Linked DNA regions of Mus musculus: all the other regions are linked to region 7. The links are chromatin contacts, called in public Hi-C, HiChIP or PLAC-seq and promoter capture Hi-C maps. All regions are on one chromosome and are shown on one strand. Each heading gives the region's core, a stretch centred on a gene start, on an enhancer-like site or on the middle of the called end of the contact. The rest is flanking DNA. Distances are from core to core; before and after follow the strand shown. Region 1 overlaps Igdcc4 (immunoglobulin superfamily, DCC subclass, member 4). Region 2 holds the start of Igdcc4 (immunoglobulin superfamily, DCC subclass, member 4). Region 3 holds the start of Map2k5 (mitogen-activated protein kinase kinase 5). Region 4 holds the start of 2300009A05Rik (RIKEN cDNA 2300009A05 gene). Region 5 holds the start of Igdcc3 (immunoglobulin superfamily, DCC subclass, member 3). Region 6 holds the start of Parp16 (poly (ADP-ribose) polymerase family, member 16). Region 7 holds the start of Tipin (timeless interacting protein).

Evidence for each region. Promoter capture Hi-C pulls out the DNA fragments that hold promoters and counts their contacts. Hi-C and Micro-C count contacts between places; a contact is called where the count stands out from the background. HiChIP or PLAC-seq counts read pairs in DNA pulled down with a chosen protein or histone mark. Capture Hi-C pulls out chosen DNA fragments and counts their contacts.
Region 1: a Hi-C map of cortical neurons shows a contact between it and region 7. The contact joins the enhancer-like site here to the promoter of Tipin in region 7. A contact is called at or near these places in 2 of 484 Hi-C or Micro-C datasets (cortical neurons and embryonic stem cells), 2 of 115 datasets of contacts at active chromatin or transcription factors (large pre-B cells and pro-B cells) and 1 of 9 other capture datasets (liver).
Region 2: a contact with region 7 is called in an H3K27ac HiChIP or PLAC-seq map of the NIH/3T3 cell line, with 10 times the contacts expected there. The contact joins the promoter of Igdcc4 here to the promoter of Tipin in region 7. A contact is called at or near these places in 7 of 39 promoter capture datasets (cranial neural crest, frontonasal cranial neural crest, hippocampal neurons and 4 more), 4 of 115 datasets of contacts at active chromatin or transcription factors (the NIH/3T3 cell line, embryonic stem cells, epiblast stem cells and 1 more) and 1 of 9 other capture datasets (liver).
Region 3: a contact with region 7 is called in a promoter capture Hi-C map of liver, with 2.5 times the contacts expected there. The contact joins the promoter of Map2k5 here to the promoter of Tipin in region 7. A contact is called at or near these places in 2 of 115 datasets of contacts at active chromatin or transcription factors (bone marrow-derived macrophages and pancreatic cancer cells) and 1 of 9 other capture datasets (liver).
Region 4: a promoter capture Hi-C map of adipose tissue shows a contact between it and region 7, with 2.6 times the contacts expected there. The contact joins the promoter of 2300009A05Rik here to the promoter of Tipin in region 7. A contact is called at or near these places in 2 of 39 promoter capture datasets (cranial neural crest and erythroid cells) and 2 of 9 other capture datasets (adipose tissue and liver).
Region 5: an HNF4G HiChIP or PLAC-seq map of pancreatic cancer cells shows a contact between it and region 7. The contact joins the promoter of Igdcc3 here to the promoter of Tipin in region 7. A contact is called at or near these places in 5 of 39 promoter capture datasets (frontonasal cranial neural crest, hippocampal neurons, liver and 2 more) and 2 of 115 datasets of contacts at active chromatin or transcription factors (the 230-238 cell line and pancreatic cancer cells).
Region 6: a promoter capture Hi-C map of erythroid cells shows a contact between it and region 7, with 8 times the contacts expected there. The contact joins the promoter of Parp16 here to the promoter of Tipin in region 7. A contact is called at or near these places in 5 of 39 promoter capture datasets (cranial neural crest, embryonic stem cells, erythroid cells and 2 more), 3 of 115 datasets of contacts at active chromatin or transcription factors (the 230-238 cell line, bone marrow-derived macrophages and pro-B cells) and 1 of 9 other capture datasets (adipose tissue).

Annotation. Positions count from the first base shown.
Region 1 is chr9:65,121,294-65,123,993 of GRCm38.p6, reverse strand. It overlaps Igdcc4 (immunoglobulin superfamily, DCC subclass, member 4), which reads right to left. Exons shown (of 20, transcript NM_020043.3): 5 at 2,074-2,214; 6 at 1,188-1,343; 7 at 1-218. Among named protein-coding and RNA genes, the nearest start is that of Igdcc3, 19 kb to the left of the region's middle. Within about 2 kb of position 1,298, at least 21 of the 459 cell types and tissues checked have an H3K27ac peak or open chromatin away from gene starts, as enhancers often do. A contact at or near this core is called in cortical neurons, where this site is marked.
Region 2 is chr9:65,100,039-65,102,738 of GRCm38.p6, reverse strand. Igdcc4 (immunoglobulin superfamily, DCC subclass, member 4) reads right to left here and starts at 1,253. Exons shown (of 20, transcript NM_020043.3): 1 at 1,141-1,253. The coding sequence starts at 1,204.
Region 3 is chr9:63,376,627-63,379,326 of GRCm38.p6, reverse strand. It overlaps Map2k5 (mitogen-activated protein kinase kinase 5), which reads left to right and starts at 1,425. Exons shown (of 22, transcript NM_011840.3): 1 at 1,425-2,204. The coding sequence starts at 2,070.
Region 4 is chr9:63,397,882-63,400,581 of GRCm38.p6, reverse strand. 2300009A05Rik (RIKEN cDNA 2300009A05 gene) reads left to right here and starts at 1,338. Exons shown (of 2, transcript NM_027090.1): 1 at 1,338-1,706. The coding sequence starts at 1,361. Gm16759 (a long non-coding RNA gene) reads right to left here and starts at 1,265. Exons shown (of 5, transcript XR_003948339.1): 1 at 1,130-1,265.
Region 5 is chr9:65,139,886-65,142,585 of GRCm38.p6, reverse strand. It overlaps Igdcc3 (immunoglobulin superfamily, DCC subclass, member 3), which reads right to left and starts at 1,432. Exons shown (of 14, transcript NM_001357257.1): 1 at 1,033-1,432. The coding sequence starts at 1,171.
Region 6 is chr9:65,213,340-65,216,039 of GRCm38.p6, reverse strand. Parp16 (poly (ADP-ribose) polymerase family, member 16) reads right to left here and starts at 1,350. Exons shown (of 7, transcript NM_177460.4): 1 at 1,177-1,350; 2 at 408-691. The coding sequence starts at 581.
Region 7 is chr9:64,280,195-64,282,894 of GRCm38.p6, reverse strand. Tipin (timeless interacting protein) reads right to left here and starts at 1,310. Exons shown (of 8, transcript NM_001324557.1): 1 at 1,248-1,310.

The DNA.
Region 1 (2,700 bases), core at 49-2,548, 840 kb before region 7:
GCACTGGTAGTAGCCAGCGTCCTGAAGGCCGATCTGAGTGATGACCAAGCTGCCGCCACCGCCCTGCACCTTGACGCGCCCATTGGGTCGCAACGGGATCCCGTCGTGCAGCCAGTGCAGCGCGGGCCGTGGCTCCCCGGACGCCCGGCACACGAAGCGCGCGGTGCTGGCCCGCGTCCGCGAGAGCGCCTCGGGCGCCTGCGAGATGGCTGGGGCAGCTGAGGGGCAGAAGGGAGACTCTGACAAGAGGGCCTACCCCTCTCCAAGTGTCCCAACACCGCGCCCAAGCCTCACCCTGAGGTCCTCTCCCCTAGTCATACGGGCCCAGCTCTGGTCCACTAGACTCGACCCCTCCTGGGCTAGTCCTCCTTTCTCCCAAGCCCAGCAGATTTCCAGCTTTTGAGCTCTAGGCTGTAACTTCACTTTCTCCTCCCCGTGGCTTCTTATACCCAGCAGTTACTCCAGCTTTCAGCAAGCCTGGTCCCCCAGTTTTCTGTTGTATTGAGAAAGCTCTTTTATAGCCCAGGTTGGCCTTGAATTTCTGATCTGCCCGCCTCAGCATCACCCCAACTGATTAATCCCAGCATTCCTAGGAGACAGAGACAGGAGATTCCCCAGAATTCCCCGGGCCAGCTAGCCTGGAGTATGAAGTGAACAAGAAACCTTGTCTCAACTCAGTCTGTGACCGCAATACACTCACCATGGCCTGCACACACTCATAGGGACTTAATAGCCTAAGACATTGTCATTGTTTAATAATTTTGTTTTTGAGATAGACTTTTCACTCTGTAGCTGGTCTCAACTCTGTAGCTAGGGCTGGTATCGAACTCACGCTCCTGCCACAGTTTTCTGAGTGCTACCACGTACAGATTCTGGGCTTCACACACCCCCCTAGACCATTCCACTATCTCCTTCCATAACCTCACCCCACTCCTGCTCGCCTGCACTCTCACTCCTCATGACCCAAACCAGGCTTTAAATCCGCCCCCCCACCCCCCGTCTCAAATCGCCCCATTCCCTCCCCCCCCCCCCCCAGCTACGGAATCCAGTCCTCCAACAATCACCACCAATCAGAAAATTCAGACTCCTCCCATGTGGTCCCCCTCACATTTAGTCTTCTAGGACCGCCCCTTCTCCCTCTAACACACACCCATCCTTAACGTCCCCCAGCACCAGCCCTTCCTTACCAAGCACTCGGAGCTCAGCAGCCGCAGTGGCGAAATCACGCGTGCGGGGCTTGTTGGCTCGGCAGACATAGACTCCAGAGTGCCGAGGCTGCGCGCTGGCGATGAGTAGATTGGTCCGGCCCAGAACGATGACATCCGTGGAGATAGGCTTTCCATCTGGTGACAGAGAAGGAGCAGGCTGGAGGGGGACGCTGGAACTGTCCCTCTACACCCTCTCCAACTACGAGGTTCCCACTACATCCCTGCAAAGCTGCATCACAGCCGCTGGTTTGAATCCCAGTTCCTTCTTACTCTGATCCCTAGGTGGAAAAGCAGAAGGGAGGTGGGTAAACGATGGCTAAATGGTCTCTGGTGGGCGGAGCAGATATTTAATACAATCTCTCTCTCTCTCTCTCTCTCTCTCTCTCTCTCTCTCTCTCTCTCTCTGTGTGTGTGTGTGTGTGTGTGTGTGTGTGTGTGTGTGTCTGCCTGTCTCTGTCTCTCTGTCCCTCGCTCTCTCTGTCTCTCTGTGTCTCTCTCTCCTCCCACCCCCAGAATTTTCCAAAGTAGGGTTTCCTCTGAGTAGCCCTGGTTACCCTGAACTTGCTCTGTAGACCAGGCTGGCCTCAAACTCAGAGCCCCGCCTGCCTCTGCCTCCCCAGTGCTGGGATTAAGGATGTGTGCCACCACCACTGGGCTTTAATACAACCTTCTTTAGACTTTATTACTGCATGAATGTGTGTACATGTGAGCTTGCTTGCATGTGCTATGGAAGTCAAAGGACAACTCTAAGGAGTCAATTCTCTCCTTCTATCTTTAGGCAGAAGCTCCTGACTTGGAGCCTGTGAAATACTGTACCATCTTGCCCACTTCCCCAGTCTCCTCCTCCTCTTTCCTCAGCACTCACCCTGTCGGACCCAGGACACAAAAGGGGTGGGGTCAGCAGAGGCCACGCACTCCATCACTACACTCTGTCCAGACACTACCGTGGTGTTCTCTGGGGCTGCCACAATGACCACATCCTGCCCCCTGGTAGCCTCCAAAGACCCTGTAGTGAAGATAGGACAGGGTTAGCTTGCCAATTACTGCTTCTGAATGCCCAAAGCAGGGGGCCTGGGGCGTCATGGTTCTTTCTGTCAGAAGGGGAAAGCAACTGTCAAGCAGAGCTGGCGTAGGCCTTGGAGTTCTTTCTCTTGGAGCCAGAAGAATGCTCTCCGACACAAGTGAAACCCCACAAGTTACTGGGTAGACCATACCTCCCCCATATTTCCCCGCCCAAATCCAGCTCCCATGGCATCTGCCTTAGACTCAGCACCCAGCTCTAGTTCTAAGACTGTCTATAAGTTGTTGTGTGAGTCAGGCAGATGCCTTTCCAAAGTACCTCAGAGTTCTACAAGCAAAAGGTGGGCTGTTAAGCCGGGCCTGGTGGCGCACAACTTTAATCCCAGCACTCAGGAGGTAGAAGCAGGCGGATTTCTGAGTTCGAGGCCAGCCTGGTCTACAAAGTGAGTTCCAGGACAGCCAGGGCTATACA
Region 2 (2,700 bases), core at 4-2,503, 820 kb before region 7:
CTGGAGATGGGCCTGGGGTTGGCCCAGCGGAGGCTCCTTTCCACCACCCCCCGCCTCCCTCCCTGTCTCCCTCCCACGTGGCCTGGCCCAGTCTCTCTGGAAAGCCGCAGCAGCTGGAGAAAAATCCCCCTCCCCACCCCCACTGCCAAGTCCCTCCCCGACTCGCCCCGGACACATCCTTAACTCCCCCCTCGGCAGGGAAGGCAAGAAGTAATCGAACAAAGCGGGCAGCCCATCCCCCTCCAGGCCCTACCACCTAACCTCCTTTGGGCTGTCCCCCAAACGCACACCCCACTGAGAGTGAGAGGGCCGGGGGTGGTAAAAACAGCTTTGGCATACACACTTGGACACTTCGTCTCCCCCCGCCCCCAGTCCTTTCTTTGGTGTGGACAGTTGTGATCCTTACCCTTGACCCTACCCAACACTAGGACCTGGGCACTGGAGGGGGCCTTGCTGATCTCGTCCACGCTTCCCTGGTCCGCCCTTGGGGGTGGGGCAGGAGTGACACGCGTCCCATCCAGAGAGCGAGTGTTGGACGCGTTCGGCAAAGCAACTGGTTTCCTGCCCTTCCCCCAGCCCCACTCCGAACCCTGGGTTTGGGTCCACAACACCTCCACATTCCCCCAACCTCCCTAGCTGGCCCCAGGGGCCACACCCATTGGGCAAAGTTGAGTGTGGTTTTTCTCACCGCCGCCCCCATCAAGAGCAAGGACACTCCCCAAAAGCCAAGGCCAAATATTAGCTCAGTCCCATCCAGTTACACACGCACCCGACACAAATGGAGGTGTAAGTGTACACTCCCTCCCCGCCCGCTCTCTCAGGCACACTCGCGACCGCGAGACGCTTGCGGGCAGGGCAGAATCATGTCCCGCTTGCAGCCACCCGCGCGCTGGCGATGCTACCCGGCGCCTTAGGCACGCGCTGTGGACACGTTCCCCCGCAGGACACCCCCACCCCCGCAGGACACACACATGCAAACCTCACATGCACAAGGGCCACGCGCAGGGGGACACGCACGGTGCCAGGCTGTGCACAGCAAGGACACACACCCCCTGGGGGCAAGTCCCCACAGCCCCCGGCGCGCAAGCATCGCGGGCGCCGGGGACGCCCACTCGCGACTGCGGCCACCCGGGCCCTTACCGCGCGCGGACAGCAGGCAGAAGGTCAGCACCAGGAGCCCGCGGCCCGTGTCCGCCCGCGCCATAGGGCCGGGCTCGGGCCGCTGCCGCCGCGTCCGGGCGCCTGGGCCGCCGCCGGGGGAGGGCGCGCCGGGCGTCAGTGGCTCCGGGAGGCGCGGCGCCGCGGGCGGGGGCGCGGCCTCCGGGGCCGGGGCCCGAGCGGGGGCCGGCGCGGGGGCCGGGGCCGCGGCCAGCTCGCCCGCCCCTCCATCGCCATCTTGGGCTAGCGGCCCACGCGGGGGCGCCCCGCCAGTGTGGCCACCCTGCACCACAGGGGACACGCGCCCGCGCGCCACCAGCCTGCTCCTGCGGCTCACTCAGCACGCGGGAGCCTCCCGCTCCTCGGGTCACCTCAGGCTCCTTTCTGTTCATCTTTTTACCTGAGCCTCTGGATCTCTGTTCCCTAACCCTACCATGACTCTACCTTCAGGGTCGCCTCCACCTCTGTTCCAGGCTCAGTTCACTGAGACCTGTCCTTTTCCAACTCACAGCCTGACCTGAATCCTGTTTAGCCTCTCCACAGGCTGCACCAACAGACTCTCTGAGGACACTACAATTCCTTGTCCCCGCTACCTCTTCCATGCCAAGCTGAGGGATTCTCTTGGCTTCCTTCCTTCCTCCTCAGTAGCCAACCCAGTCTGTACTGTGTTCCACCTCTGTGAGGGACAACGAAGACTTGCTTACCACCATTTTACATACCTGCATACTGGGAATATTTGGGTTTGTAGTGGGGACTCCCTAAGGACAGGAGGCTTAAAGCAGCAGGTGCAGGGCCTGCTAATGGTGTTGAGCCTCCACCGGTCCACTCTCTTTTTCAGAACTGCCTCTTTTCCAACTGAGCTGGCCAGGTTAGTTGCCTCAGTGTGTCTAAAGCTGGGGGAATCAAATGTCAGGTTGGGTTGGGGAGAGAAAAACATACTAAACGTCTATTTAAAATGATGCGTTTGTGATGGGAGAGATGGCTCAGCGGTTAGAGTGCTTATTGCATTTGCAGAGGACCTAGATTTGGTTCCGGTACCCACCCAGGCGACTCACATCAGTCTGTAACTCTAGCTCCAGGAGGTCTGATACCACTGGGCTCTGTGGCATCTGCACCTACAAGCAGACACACAATTAGATACAATTTAAAATAAATAAAAATTATATATATATATCCGGATTTTGAGGCTAGAGAGGTGGCCCAGTGGCTAGAGTGCTTCCTGCCCTAACAAAGGACCTGGGTTCTGCTCCCAGCACCCATATGACAGCCATAACCATCTGTAATTCCATTTCCAATGAATCTGATGCCCTCTTCTGGGCTTTGTAGGCACTTTCCTGCACATGGTGCACATAAACTCATGCAAGTACACACATACACATAAAAAAAAATTTTTTTTTAAAGGAAAAATGCTACATTCTTCCTTTTCTTGTATCCATTGGCATCCCCATGATTTAGAATCATTTCCATTCCGGCTCACATGCTGCCAGTAAGTTCTATCCCTTTTGGGGAGGAAGAAGTTCCTGTACCCTCAAACCCATTATG
Region 3 (2,700 bases), core at 176-2,675, 900 kb after region 7:
TCTTAAGATTTCATGCTATGTAAAGGCTACAAAAAGTTGAAATGTGATTATATTTGCTCTTTAGATATTTGGGAAGCTGAGAGACTGCCATTCATATATTTAAAAAAGTGCTTCAGAATATACATGCAAATTTGGCAAATGGTGTTGGTTTTCCCTATGGTACTATGAATTTTTAAAAAGACGTTTTAACAAATCATAGGTTAATAGAAAATCTCTAGTTTTGTAGTTAATTTTCCTTAATAATAGAAATAAAGTTTAGATTAAGAAGTACATGGCAAAATAGTGAATTTTTCTTTAGCACTGAAGAGCAGTTACAAAGGGGTAGTTCCAACAGTACCTGGAGAATCGGTCTACGTGAATTCCTACCTAAGCTATTAAGGAATAATAACTAAAAGATGGTCATTTATCTCCTACAATGGCCTTTCAAATGCAACAGGAAAAAAGCCCAAGTAGAGGAAATTATGCCACAAATTTTGGTATTACATTGAAAATGATCAACATTTAATTGTTCCTCCTCTTACATTAATCACATATCTGTTTATTCCGGGGAAAGTGGACACTGGTCCCACCACCCCACGCACTATGTTTATGCATAATCAGCCCCAAAAGGTAGAGATAATAGCATAATTTAATTACAAATAAAGGGCCTACCTACACGTTGCCATTTGTAAGCAATTCTTTTGTATAGACACATAGATCAACAGGATTATGCACTTTAAAATGTGAGGTAACAAGGCATTTAAAAATAACCAAGGTTTACGGCTACTGCCCTGCTATCACTGACTGCATAAACACTGCAATTTAGCTGAAAATATATGGAACAGACGGGATATTTTTGCAACGGTTGAATAAGATATTATGATGCCAGAAATACAGCTGTCCCCAGGCAGTTAAGCGCTCTCCATTGAGTTTCTTTACTGTTGCTTTTGAGTAGGAGATTGCTTGGTACTGTAGGTCACTGGTTAGGGTAAAGGACCTCACTGAAAAATTCATGCACACTTTGCTAACGTGGGAGAAAAAATAGTGGTATTTTGGAACTGTTAATTGGAAGAAGGGGCATAAAAACATGCTTTTTTTTTTTTTTTTCTTTTTTTAATAAAAAGGTCTTGCCTGGCTCTTGCCGATTTAATGTAACAAACCCGCGGATAGTAAAAGGTATATAACTTGACAAGCTGGTGCTGCCGTCTTGTCCTTCACCGCCTTTTCTGCATGATCAAACCTTAAATTGTTTTACGGACAGCCCCCAGCCGTAGATCCGTGTCTTCCTGGGTTTTCTAGGCTCCTTTACCACTACCTGAAGAGATGGAAGTCAGCCAGTCCTAGCACGAGATCCCTGCTCCGCCCCAGCTGCCCTCTTCCAACATGGCGCCCCAGGAGGCGGGTCCCACATGTCGGCTCCCCGGGTTCCGGCGCCATCGCGTTTTGGTTCCGGAGTAACAGCGGTCTAACGGCCGCCTTCCTCCTCCTCTCGCCGCCACCTCCGCTGCCGGGACGCGGGCCTCAGTCGGACGATCCTGCACGCGCCGCGCCCTCCGGTTCCGGCTGCGGTCCGGGACCCGCCCCTTGACCCCGCGGCCCTGGGCCCCCCTGCCTGGTTGGAGGGCAGGCGCCACCGGTGCACCTCCGAAACAGCCCCGACCCAGCCCGCGGCGCCCGGCCACCGTCCCCTTGCCCACCGAGACACTCAGGACGGCAGGACCCTGGCCACTGTACCTGCCTTAAACCAGGCCGTTGCTCCGCTGTCTCCTCTTACTCACAAGGACTACAGAATGCTTGTGGGTTCTGTTTTGTCCACTTTTGTAACTCCAGGACCTTCCGCTCTCTACTAATTCCTCTTGGCCGGTCCCCCAACAGTGCATCCTCTCCTAGGGACACTCCACACGACCTGGGCCTGGTTTTGGGCCTGCAAGCTCCCTCCTGATCGCTCCTCTTCACTTCTCCCCATCTTCTTGCTCCCTATTTATCGCCTGCCTTCTGTCTATCGTTCCCCTTGTCACTTCTTGGGGCTCCTCCTAAGTAGGGGCAGGTCGGTACCCCTCGCCCCAGGATGTGAGACCCTTTAACCTGTAATGCTGTGGCTGGCCCTTGGCCCCTTCTGTGCCATGGAGAACCAGGTGCTGGTGATTCGGATCAAGATTCCAAATAGTGGCGCGGTGGACTGGACCGTGCACTCCGGGCCGCAGTTACTCTTCAGGGATGTTCTGGTGAGTGGTGACTTTAGTGGCCAAATCCCAGCGTTGGGGATTATGGATCTGGATAGGCAGCATCTTGACCATTGGTGGCCTGAGCTGGCCTCTGGTGGGGTCAACTTACCTGTTTTAACCACAGTCTCGGTTAATTGCACTCACTGAAAACTGGTAAATGTGCAGCGCCCTGGGAAATTGATGTATCCGACTGAACCCCTGCCCTCAGGAAGCTCACAGTCTGGACTGTGACTTACACACCAGTGCAGACAACTGGGATGTAAAGAGTTTTAAAACTGTTTCTTATATTTTTCTCAAGTATTTGGAAAGGATTCCTGCCCTCATTCTAGCCCTGTCACTGCTGAGTTTCCTGAACTTGTGACCTGCTGGGAAAGGGACACCAGGGCAATCTTAGTTTACAATGGTTAAGCAAACCTTAGATGCCACTGAATGGGAGACCTAGACTTAACTATCAATATGGAAAGGATGCTGCCTGTTAGAACTACAGCACATCATT
Region 4 (2,700 bases), core at 89-2,588, 880 kb after region 7:
CCCTTCAATAGTCCTCCTAGCTATTCTGCATATCAAATATATCATGACTTCACCTAATCTTTCTTTAAAAATCGATATCTAATAGAGAATCTTATAAAGTTCAAACTATTTGCATGACTGCAAAACCCCCCTAAATATTTAACATATTTGTGGAATGAACTCAATGTTGACTAACCCAAAACTGGTGACTATAAAAACAAAAATGTTGCTGGAGAGATGGCTCAGTGGTTAAGAGCATTGGCTGCCCTTCCAGAGGACCTGAGTTCAATTCCCAGCTACCACATGGTGACTCACAACCATCTGTAATGGGATCTGATTTCCTCTTCTGGTGTGCATGAAAATGGAGCACTTGTATACACAAAATAAACAAATCTTCTTTAAACATCACACTATTCTACATCCTTCTTGAATTTTCAGCAAATAATTGTTATATAGTTCCAACACAGAGAATTACTTCATTTGCATATGGTACTTTCCAGAAACCTCATCCTATTTACTCATTCTCCCCACAAAAATTGAGGACATATAAGAGTAATGATACTTTAGACATGAGGTTGTATGCTAGCAGAAAGTCTGAGAAATGCTTCCCTTACACTTTCATGGGTAACTGAGATTGTTAAAGGTTGGTGACTGCCAATTCCGGTCCTAGTATTTACTGTGTTCTCAGGAGGGAAGTTTTTCTGAGCTTTAGGGCACTAAATGAGAAAACATAGGACTGCTTTTCGGGTTTTGGGGGTGGTGGTGCGGGGACAGGGAGGCAGTTGAGACTTGCTCTTCTATGTAGCCCAGGCTGGCCTCCACCTCCCCATCCTCACATCTCAGCCTTTTCAGGGCTGTGATTCCAGGCAAGCGCCACATCTGGCTTGGGACCCTATCTTGCACTATCTAGGTAGGATTCAGTCTGGACAGTGAACACGACTGTGAGGACATCTGCACATACGTGCAGTCTGAGGTCACCAAGCGTCCAGCCCGGGCAAAGGCCAGGCCTTGGTGTCAGCTCACTTTCCTGTGCACACCTCAAGCACCTCAGCATCCCTGAGGATTTCCCTGGAGCCCAGCGCCTGACAGCCAGACCGGGTTTGTCGCTGTGGAGGATTGTTTTAACATTGTCTCCCTGCTCCGAGGTTACCTGAGGCCAGAGGTGACAATTTTCCTGATCTGCGCAGTCGCTCCGCCCTCCCGTCCCGTCCTGTGCGCACGCGCCGCACCTCAAGGCGCTCTCACCCGCGCGCTGCCCGCTGGGTGTCCCCCGCCCTGGCCTAGGGTGGTGAGGGGAACACGCATGCGCACACTCGCCTGACCCCGCCCCCAGAGGCCCGGCCCCAGGGGCCCAGGGCCGGCTCCCCGGCGTGCCCCGGCCATGGAGGCCCTGCGGAGGGCCCACGAGGCTACGCTGCGGCTGCTGCTGTGCCGGCCCTGGGCCTCGGGCGCCGCCTCCCGCCCGAAGCCCCGCGCCTCGGAGGTGCTGACGCAGCACCTGCTGCAGCGGCGGCTGCCGCACTGGACTTCCTTCTGCGTGCCCTACAGTGCGGTCCACAACGACCAGTTCGGCCTGTCGCACTTCAATTGGCCGGTGCTGGGCGCCAACTACCACGTCCTGCGCACCGGCTGCTTCCCCTTCATCAAGTACCACTGCTCCAAGGCGCCCTGGCAGGACCTGGCCCCGCAGGACCGCTTCTTCACCGCGCTCAAGGTCATCAACCTGGGTGAGTGGCGGCGCCCTCGTCTGACCCAGGCACTCCTCCATCCCAGGGCGGCCGCTGGCCCACAAGCACGCTGCTCGCTCTCCAGGGCCGGCCCTTCGCATCCCCGGTGGGCTGCTTGCAGCACCCCTGAGGTCGTGCCCTGCCACTGTCCACCCGGGAGAACCCTGCCCAGGGCAGCGAGGAGTGAGTCCCGACAGTGGCTCCGAAGTTGCTTAGCAAGAGTCATTCCCGCGCTCATCACCAAGAGCCTTTGGAGGACAAAAAACTGGACGGACTTTTAAAGTTTCTTTGTCTTTCTGTGAAATCTCAGCAATTGTGTTTTGCTAAAAGCAGTAGGTTCTCTCCAGACATCATATTTTCTCAGGTGCTAGACTTAAAAGATGCTGTCTTTTAAGATCCTTTAGTATCTATATTCCTGAAGATAATCTAATTCTGACGGTCCTCCTGCTAGATGTGTGTGTTCTGTGGTCTAATGGCAGAAGAGTCAATATCACGGATTGTAGATGTGACAGCATTTTATAGATTAGGGAAAAATTCAAGTCCTCAAGATGTTTCGGACCTATTAATAGCTGCTAAAAAAAATATTAACTTAGATGTCAGTCACTCAAACTCTATACAAGGAAGCAGAACCAGTATAATCCAAATAGTTTTTTTTTAAATATTGCTGTCTAGGGATTTATTAACTTTTTTATTAGATTATTTTCTTTATTTACATTTCAAATGTTATCCCCTTTCCTAGTTTCCCCTCCGAAAATCCCCTATCCCCTTCACCCTCCCCCTCCAAATAGTTTTTTTTTTTTTTTCAATCCAAAATTAACACTAAACTCTGTGTAGCCGTACTAGTGTTACATATAGTCTGGTAGTTCATTCAATTTAATAAAGCATGGGCATTTCTGCTTATAATAACTCAAATAGCACTTACGGGATTTTTGAGCCATTGTCCCCCTGGAAAATCCAGGAAGGAGATTATACACCAATGTGTCTCATAACTTGT
Region 5 (2,700 bases), core at 183-2,682, 860 kb before region 7:
AGCCCCTCCCTGCTGGGTGAGACCTAGTGGGGTGGAGGGTCTAGGCATTGCCTTCTCTGTAGCATAAGGACAGTTTAAGACACTTGAGGATCACAGTCGTTCAAATCCTTTACATCCTTCACATATCCTAAGTCTGAGCCGCCTCTTCCCCCAATCCAACCCCGCTATAGCTATCGGGGATAAAGTTTCTCTCGGGTGCAGATGCAATATTTTGCTTTTTAGGAAGGAAGGGAAGGAAAGAATAATCCAAATGTGTGTCTGCGAAGGACTTGAGACAGCGGAGGGCTTAGATCCACATCCTTCTTTGCTGAGATGAATCTTTTACAGCCCGGGAGGAAGCGACGGGTAGCCGGGAGAACCCAGGGCAGGGACTCCTAGAGAGCTCCCTCGGGGAAGGGCGGGGCCCTGGGCAGCACCGCTGGTAGGCGCTTGCCCTGGGCGACCCTTTCCTCCAGCTCTCCCAGCCCTTGGCAGGATCGCCCACTCAGTCCACCAGGAATCTTTCCTTCCTGTTCGTCGGATACCCCCGAACCCAGTCCCAGCTCTAAACCCTGGGGGATGCCTTCTCAGCCCAGTGCAGTAGAGTCCCGGACCCCGACCCCGATCTGTCGCTTCCGGCTTCGTTCGCCTCGGGCTACTCAGGGTCCCCAGCCGAGCTCTGTGCACCCGGGCTCGCCTTCCTCTGTTGGGACTCCTCCGCTCTTTCTCCTCGGGCTTGTTTCCTCCACTCCGCACTGCCAGCTTGCCTTCCCAACTCCCGCTTTGCTCCGCTCCCAGTTCCTCTGCCCAGAATCGGCATCCTGCCCTGAACCTATCCTGAGCCCCGAAGGCGTAGAAAACCGAGCCCCGGCCCTCTCCCGGGGTTCTCCCGCCGAACCCCTGCAGTCCTTCAAACTACCGGCAGCCCTGCCGGAGTGGGTTTCCCCGTGCCCGCAGCGCGCTGTCCCGCCAGGTCCCTCCAGCACGCGCTCCTAGCGCAGGTTCCCGCAGTGTCCCGGGGTCCGCCCCTCTCGCCTGGGTCCTGAGGCTCACCCAGGCTTGGCGCAGGCAGCGGCAACAGCAGCAGCAGCAACAGCAGCGGCGGCGGCGGCGGCGGCAGCAACGGCGGCAGAAACCCGGGCCGGCGCAGCGCGGGCAGGCGGCGCGGGGACGCGGTGCGCGGCTCAGCCATCGGTCTCTCGGTCCGCTGGGCTCGGCGACGCACGGCGCTACTCAGGGGGGTGGTTGGGGTCTCACGGGCTCACAGCGTCCCGCGGGGCCGGCGCCGGAGCCGGGGCCGGGGCTCGGGCCGGGGCCGAGCCCGGGCGGCGGGAGGCTGGGGCCGCATGCCGGCCTTAGCGGGGATCGGGTATCACGGAGAGCGCCGCTTGCGCCATCTTGCACCCACCGCGGCGATCTGTCAGCCGCGCCCGGGGTGCGCGCTCCGCACTCCGCCCGCGCCCGCACCGCCCTCCTCCTCTGCCCGCCGCCCCCCTCTCCTCCCCTCCCCCAGCCCCCTCTCCCTGGAGGCCGGGTCTGGGGAACAAAAGAGCCGGCGAGCGCTTTAAGCGGCCGGACATTCCCGGCTGCGCAGCGGACGCGCCCCCTGCGCTTTGAACTGCAGCGGGAGCTGCCGCGCCGACCCGGACTGCAGTAAGGTATCCGCTCCTCGTGGTCCGTCCGGACTTGAGGATCTGGGAACGTGAAGACTGTGAGAGAGGGTCCCAGCTGCGGAAAAACACGCAAAACTGAGGTGTTTGCGTCCCCCCACTTTCTCAGCGGTGTCTCTTCCACTATACCCAACTCTGTGTTTTTAAAGACAATTCCCTTAAAACTGCTCAAAGTTGTTAGACATTCGGTATCCTCTAGGTTCCTTGTCCTATTCAAGGGATGAGTTGTGTAGCTTCAAGACTGGCTTCTCAAGGCTAAGTTAGGGCACTCCCGTAGGTGAGAAGAGCACCCCTAACATAAGAGCCCCATAGAAACCCGAGATCCCTCCCAGTTCTGCCTGCTGTCCAGCCCAGTCATTCTCACTGAGTTGGTCTGAAACCTGAAGACAACACTATATTCCCTCAACTTTGCGGATCTTTAAGAGCAAGGGTCCAGGTAAATGACCTGTAGCTGGGTCAGCACACTGGAAGGTACAGTCGCCAGCAACTTCTCTTTGCTATCGTATCTGATGTCTCACATATGGGAAGACAGCTCTTCAGAGAGACATATATGTGCTGTCCAAGTTGATGTTGAGTCTTGTCTTTTTACTACTGTATGCAGACATATGTTGGGGTCCAACTTGATGGGGGAGTCCATCAAAATTACAGAGCACCCACTTAACCCTGGTAGCAGTGTCTGTCTCTGGCAGCATTTGGAGGCAAGAGTGTAATGGCTTCTCACCTCTCCTAGCCCAGGGTGGCCTTGAATCCACTTTGTAGTAGTGGGTGATCTTGGATTGTTTAATCCTCCTGTCTCCACCTTCCAAGTTCGAGGAGTACAAGTATTTGGCACCATGCTTTCATGCAGGTAAGTAAAGAAGGCTTGGTTCAGCAGGGAAAGGAACCTGCAGCCAAGCCTGACTCACCAGCATCCCTGGAACCTACATGGTTGAAAAAGAAAATGACACCCATAGGAAATTATTCTCTGACAGCGAGCCACACTTGCACCATGGCACATGTACAAACATACACACATAGACACACACACACACACACACACACACACACACAC
Region 6 (2,700 bases), core at 101-2,600, 930 kb before region 7:
TGGCAGTTTATATAAGTACTGTTAATATGTAACTTCATCTGAAGGGCAAAGTCTAACTAGTTGCAGAGGGAGGGACAACTTCTTATCTAGGCAGAACAGCTGGTTCAGATCAACGCCCCTTTAGGGCCACACTAGAGCGTTTTGTGGAGGACTATGTAGCTATTCCATCACTCCTGGGATTAAGTCACTGACAAAAGGAAGCAGCCACCGAATGACCTGGCAGTGTGTCTGCACGAGGGTGTTTAGGAGTGTTCTTGCTGATGGGAACCTTCCCCAAGGCCAGGCTGGGTGGGAAGTCCAGGGAATTGGCGTGTTTTCTAACACGGGTGGAGCTGCTCCTGCCTGCCGTTCCACAGGGCCACTTGGCCCAGGATGCAGCGAGCAACGGTGGATCAGGACGGACTCACCAGGGCCTCGAAGTCCTTACAGTCGTGGCGGGCGTAGGAGGCGGGGAAGGGCCGCAGCACCGAGTCCCGCTTGTAGCTCTGCAGCGCCGAGGCGAAGAGGCTGCAGCGGAGGTCCGCAGCCAGCACGTCGCGGCTCGCTGCCTCCCTGGCTGCTGCCCTGTTGGAGAGCTGCATCCCGGGCTCGTAGCGCGTGGCCGGGAGGAGACAAGGAGGGGCAGCGCGGGGCCTGGGCCCGGGGGACCGTAGACCGTCTGCTGCCAGGTTTTCCAGCCCGGGGGGTGGAGCTAGGCAAAGGGGTGACAAATTGACATTGGTGAGAACGCGCCGGCGAGCGTCCTCTGCAGGACACTGGGCACGGTCGCTCAGTGCGGGGAAACACGGGATCTGGGAGAGTCGCCTCTCGGGTCCCGCCAGTCCCGGAGTCCCCGGTATGGAGTTGTCGCTATTGCACCCGGCGTGGGTAGTACCCCGGGGACCCGGCCGATCAGTCCTGGCCGCCCCACACTGCCAGCAGCCACCGCCTACCTCCCCGCCCGCCGCTCTCACGCCGCTCCGCCCACCCGGCCCAGGCCCGCCCCTTCCCGCGCCCTTGCTCAGCTCGCGCCCGCCCACAGGTCCCGGAGGATCCCAGCTGCCCCGGGTGCTGGGCAAAGGTGCCCAATGCGGCTGCTAGTCATCCTCGCCACCGCCCCAAGTGGAAACCGCCCCGGGACCCGCCCCGGGGAATTGTCTTTGTCCTGGCTCCACGGGTTGAGCCAGCCTCGCTCACCTTGGGAATTGCCACCTGTTGAATAAATCGGTTTCCTCTGGAGCTGACACGTTGCACACAAGAAGCCACTTGATACCCAGGGAAAACTGAAGGTCGGAGTGACACAATACTTTCTCAAGACACTGTAGCCGACCCAAAGACCTTCCTCTCTACCTTACAGCCTCCGCAATTCTCTGAATTGCTCAAATGTCTGACCTCAGATTTCCCAGGATCCTCCTCCTTCGAAGGCCTCTAACAGGAAGTCGGGAAAACAGGCACTGGGAGAACAATGACCTAACCCTGCCGAAGGGAAAAGACCGGACCCCAAGATGACTCAGCAACTGGTCGAGTAAAGGCACTTGCTGTCCGTCCTCACGACCTGAGTTCTATCCCAGGATCCCATATGTTAGGAGCTAAGTGACTCTAGCAATTTGTCCTATGACTTCCACACCTGCACCAAGGCTCAAGTGTGCCCACATGTGAACGTATACACAAAATAAATAAATGTAGGGCTGGTGAGATGGCTCAGCGGGTAAGAGCACTGACTGCTCTTCTGAATGTCCTGAGTTCAAATCCCAGCAACCACATGGTGGTTCACAACCACTGGTAATGAGATCTGACTCCCTCTTCTAATTCGTTTGAAGACAGCTACAGTGCACTTATGTATAATAAATAAATCTTTGGGCCGGAACAAGCAGGGACTGAGCGAGCAGGGTTGACCAGAGCAAGCAGTGGTCCTAAATAAAAATTCAATTCCCAACAGCCACATGAAGGCTCACAACCATCTGTACAGCTACAGTGTACTCACATACATAAAATAAATACATTAAAAAATTAAAATAAAGGCAGGAGGATTTCTGAGTTCGAGGCCAGCCTGGTCTACAAAGTGAGTTCCAGGACAGCCAGGACTATACAGAGAAACCCTGTCTTGAAAAACCAAAATAAATAAATAAAATAAAATAAAAAATGTAAGAACAGATTCCCTTTACCTCTTCTTCTTCAAGACCTCACTAGAAAAAAAGCACTTGGCCTTCTGGTCACATAGAAATCTAAGACCAGTGCTGAATTGTTAGACTAAAAGTCCCCTTTAAAGACCCCACACGTGCTGAGAGGTGGTGGCTCACGCCTTTAGTCCCAGCACACCAGAAGCAAAGGCAGGCATATCTCTGAGTTCAAGTCCAGCCTGGTCTACAGATCAAATCCCAGGACAGCAAGGGCTACACAGAGAAACCCTGTCTCAAAAAAAACAAAAACAAACCCCAAAACAAAACTTTACAAAAACAAAAACAAAAACAACCATTAATTAGATAAATAAACATACACACACACTGGCTCTGCTCTCTGAGAAATCACCCCCTTCTTGGGCATCCGAATGGGACCTGGCCCTGTGCTCCTCAGACTTCGGGAGGGAAGACAGGCAGAACTATATTCTCAGACCCTAGAGAGCTTCCCAGGCCAAACAATGATGCAAACCACCCCCAGGAGTCCAAATGGTAATGGTTGTTGTAAGGCCTGGGCTGATTTGGAATCACCAAAATGTCTGAG
Region 7 (2,700 bases), core at 61-2,560:
CTGGTATGACAGGCCTTGAGCTCTAATGCTGTAACGGCGATTCTGCTAACTGCAGATAGCTTCCTCAGGACTTTTCAGAGGGTAAAGGCCAGGATTGACTGCTTGCTGTTGGCTGTGGTTTTGTTTAGTGGTGAGCAAGAGAAGAAATAACACATCCTCAAGGTCCTCACCTTGCCTCAAACATGCCCCAAGGAACTTGACACTCCTCATCTGCAGGGTAAAGATAATGTTGCCATTTTTCCCCCTATCCTCTCGTTTTTTAGGGAGCCTAAAGGGTAGATTAAGGGTAGAGAAGGGTGGAAGAAAGAATCCACAAAGTAGCAAAGGACTCTGTGGGTAGAGTCAATTCTTTCCTTCCAGCTTTGCATGAGACCCAGGGATCACACTCAGTAAGGCTTGTTCCCCAGCACTATATCGCCTTTACTAGCTGTCCCCAATTCTAAATTTGTGACCGTAAATTTATAAAAACAAAGTACTGGCTCCTGATAATAAACCGCTACGTCTTTGAGTACCTTTAAATGTGGGAACCAAGGGTAGATTATAACTCTACCTAGGACCACTTGGCCTGGGTTCCAGGCCCAGAACAAGCACCCCAATCCTCAAAACATCTAGTTAGTACACTCAATCCCATTCTAATGGGAGTTTGAGAACAGGACTTAAAACTACAATAACCAGCAATTAACCAAAAAAGCACAGTGGGGCTTATCAGTAAACTGGTTTCTCTCAGTGTTTGTAAAGAATTAGATGTTCACAGCCCTTCCTTCTCTCCTTGACAACTGTCACACGTGTTTTAGACACTAACGAGTTAAGTCTCTTTCCCCCTCCAGGTCCTCAAACTCCCAGAGCAGTGTGCGTGACAAATTCAACATCCGATCCACAAGTCCTTCCCGGACCTGTTTCCAACCTACCGTTTTCCCTAGTTGTCAAAACAGGAGCTCCTCGCCCTAAAGGAAGTCCCACCACCCTCACTCTCGTCCCACCGTCGGCGCCAGCCCTAGGGATGTCACCTCTCCCTCGCCTCCCCTCGAGTCCGCTTCCCAGCCTCCCTCTCAGCTAGGTCCGTGCGCGCGGCTCCGGTGCAGGCCCGCCATCCTCCCGCGGCGCCTCCCACCCGCTCCGCCCGCTCCTCCTCAGCCCCGCTTCCGCCTGGCTCCTGGGTGAGACCCCATCTCCCGCGCCCCGCGCCGCCTTTGCAACGCGGGCTCCACTTCCAAAATCTGCGCTCACAGAAACCGGTCTCACCTCACCTAGACAGCGGCCGCCGCCAAGCGCGCCAACACCGCTTCTCGCGAGACTCGGCTCCGCGAGACAAGCTGAGAAATTTGGCGCCAAGGGTAGGCGAAGAGGCGTGGGAGGAGCCTAAGGGTCTGAGCCCCGCCCACCGCGCTCGGAAGCCCGCCTACCCATCCGGAATGTCTGGGACGGCAATGAGTTCTGGGCGCTTTATTAGCTCCAGAAATAGGTCTCCGGGTTTAGAACACGAACGATGGAAGCCAGGCATAATAGTGCACGCCTGGAATCCCAGCACTCGGAGGCTGAGGTAGGAGGATCGCCACAGGTTCCAGGCCAGCGTCTACGAGAAAAAAAAAAAAAAGAAAGAAAAGAAAACTGATTTGTAGAGGAGTAAAACGTAGTGTCAAACAACTTTGGCTGGAAAATTACTGCATCTTCAGAATAGCAAAATGCCACGACTATGAATTTTGTTAATTAAATAAAGATATGAGGAAAAGATTGTAGTTTGTAGTTAGGGTTAGACGTGTAGACCCAAAGAAATATGTCAAGAGCTGGAGAGAGGGCTCAGTGACTAGAGCCCTGACTGCTCTTCCAGAGGTCCTGAGTTCGATTCCCCAGCAACCACATGGTGGCTCACAATCATCTGTAATGGGATCTGATGCCTTCTTCTGGAGTGTCTGAAGACAGCTACAGTGTACTCACATACATAAAATAAATCTTTAAGAAAGAAAAAAGAAATATGTCAACAACAAAAAAAGGAGGGTTCCCTGTTTTCTTTAAAAGTATTGAATCCGGCCGGGCGAGGTGGCACACGCCTTTAATCCCAGCACTTGGGAGGCAGAGGCAGGTGGATTTCTGAGTTCGAGGCCAGCCTGATCTACAAAGTGAGTTCCAGGACAGCCAGAGCTACACAGAGAAACCCTGTCTCGAAAAATCAAAAAAAAAAAAAAAAAAAAAAAAAGTATTGGATCCAGTGTTTACCTTTAATCTTAGGCAGATCCCTGGAGTTCCAGGCCATCCAGTGCTACACAGTGAGATATTGTTTCAAAACAAACAACAAAAAGGGAGGGCAGGGTTGGGGAGATCCCTCAGAGGGTAAAGGACTCCCCCACATTGCATGATGAGCTGAGTTCAGATCTCCAATACCCAGGTTAAAAAACAGCTTGATATTACCCGGAATCCCGATTCTGAGAAGGCAAAAATCAGATTCCTCCAGCTGGCTAGCCAGCCAGCCAGGTTTAACTGATGTGTTCCAGGCACAGTGAGAGACCCTGTCTCAAAGGGGGGGGGGGGGGGCTGAGACATACAGATGGCTTAACCATTAAGAGTACATGTTGCTCATGTAGGGGACTCTAGTACACTCACATAGTGACACAGCCGTGTATGATTCCAGGGTATCTGAGGCTCTCTTCTGACCTCCAGAGAACCAAGCACTCTGTAGATTTATGTATGTATATCATGGTTTAT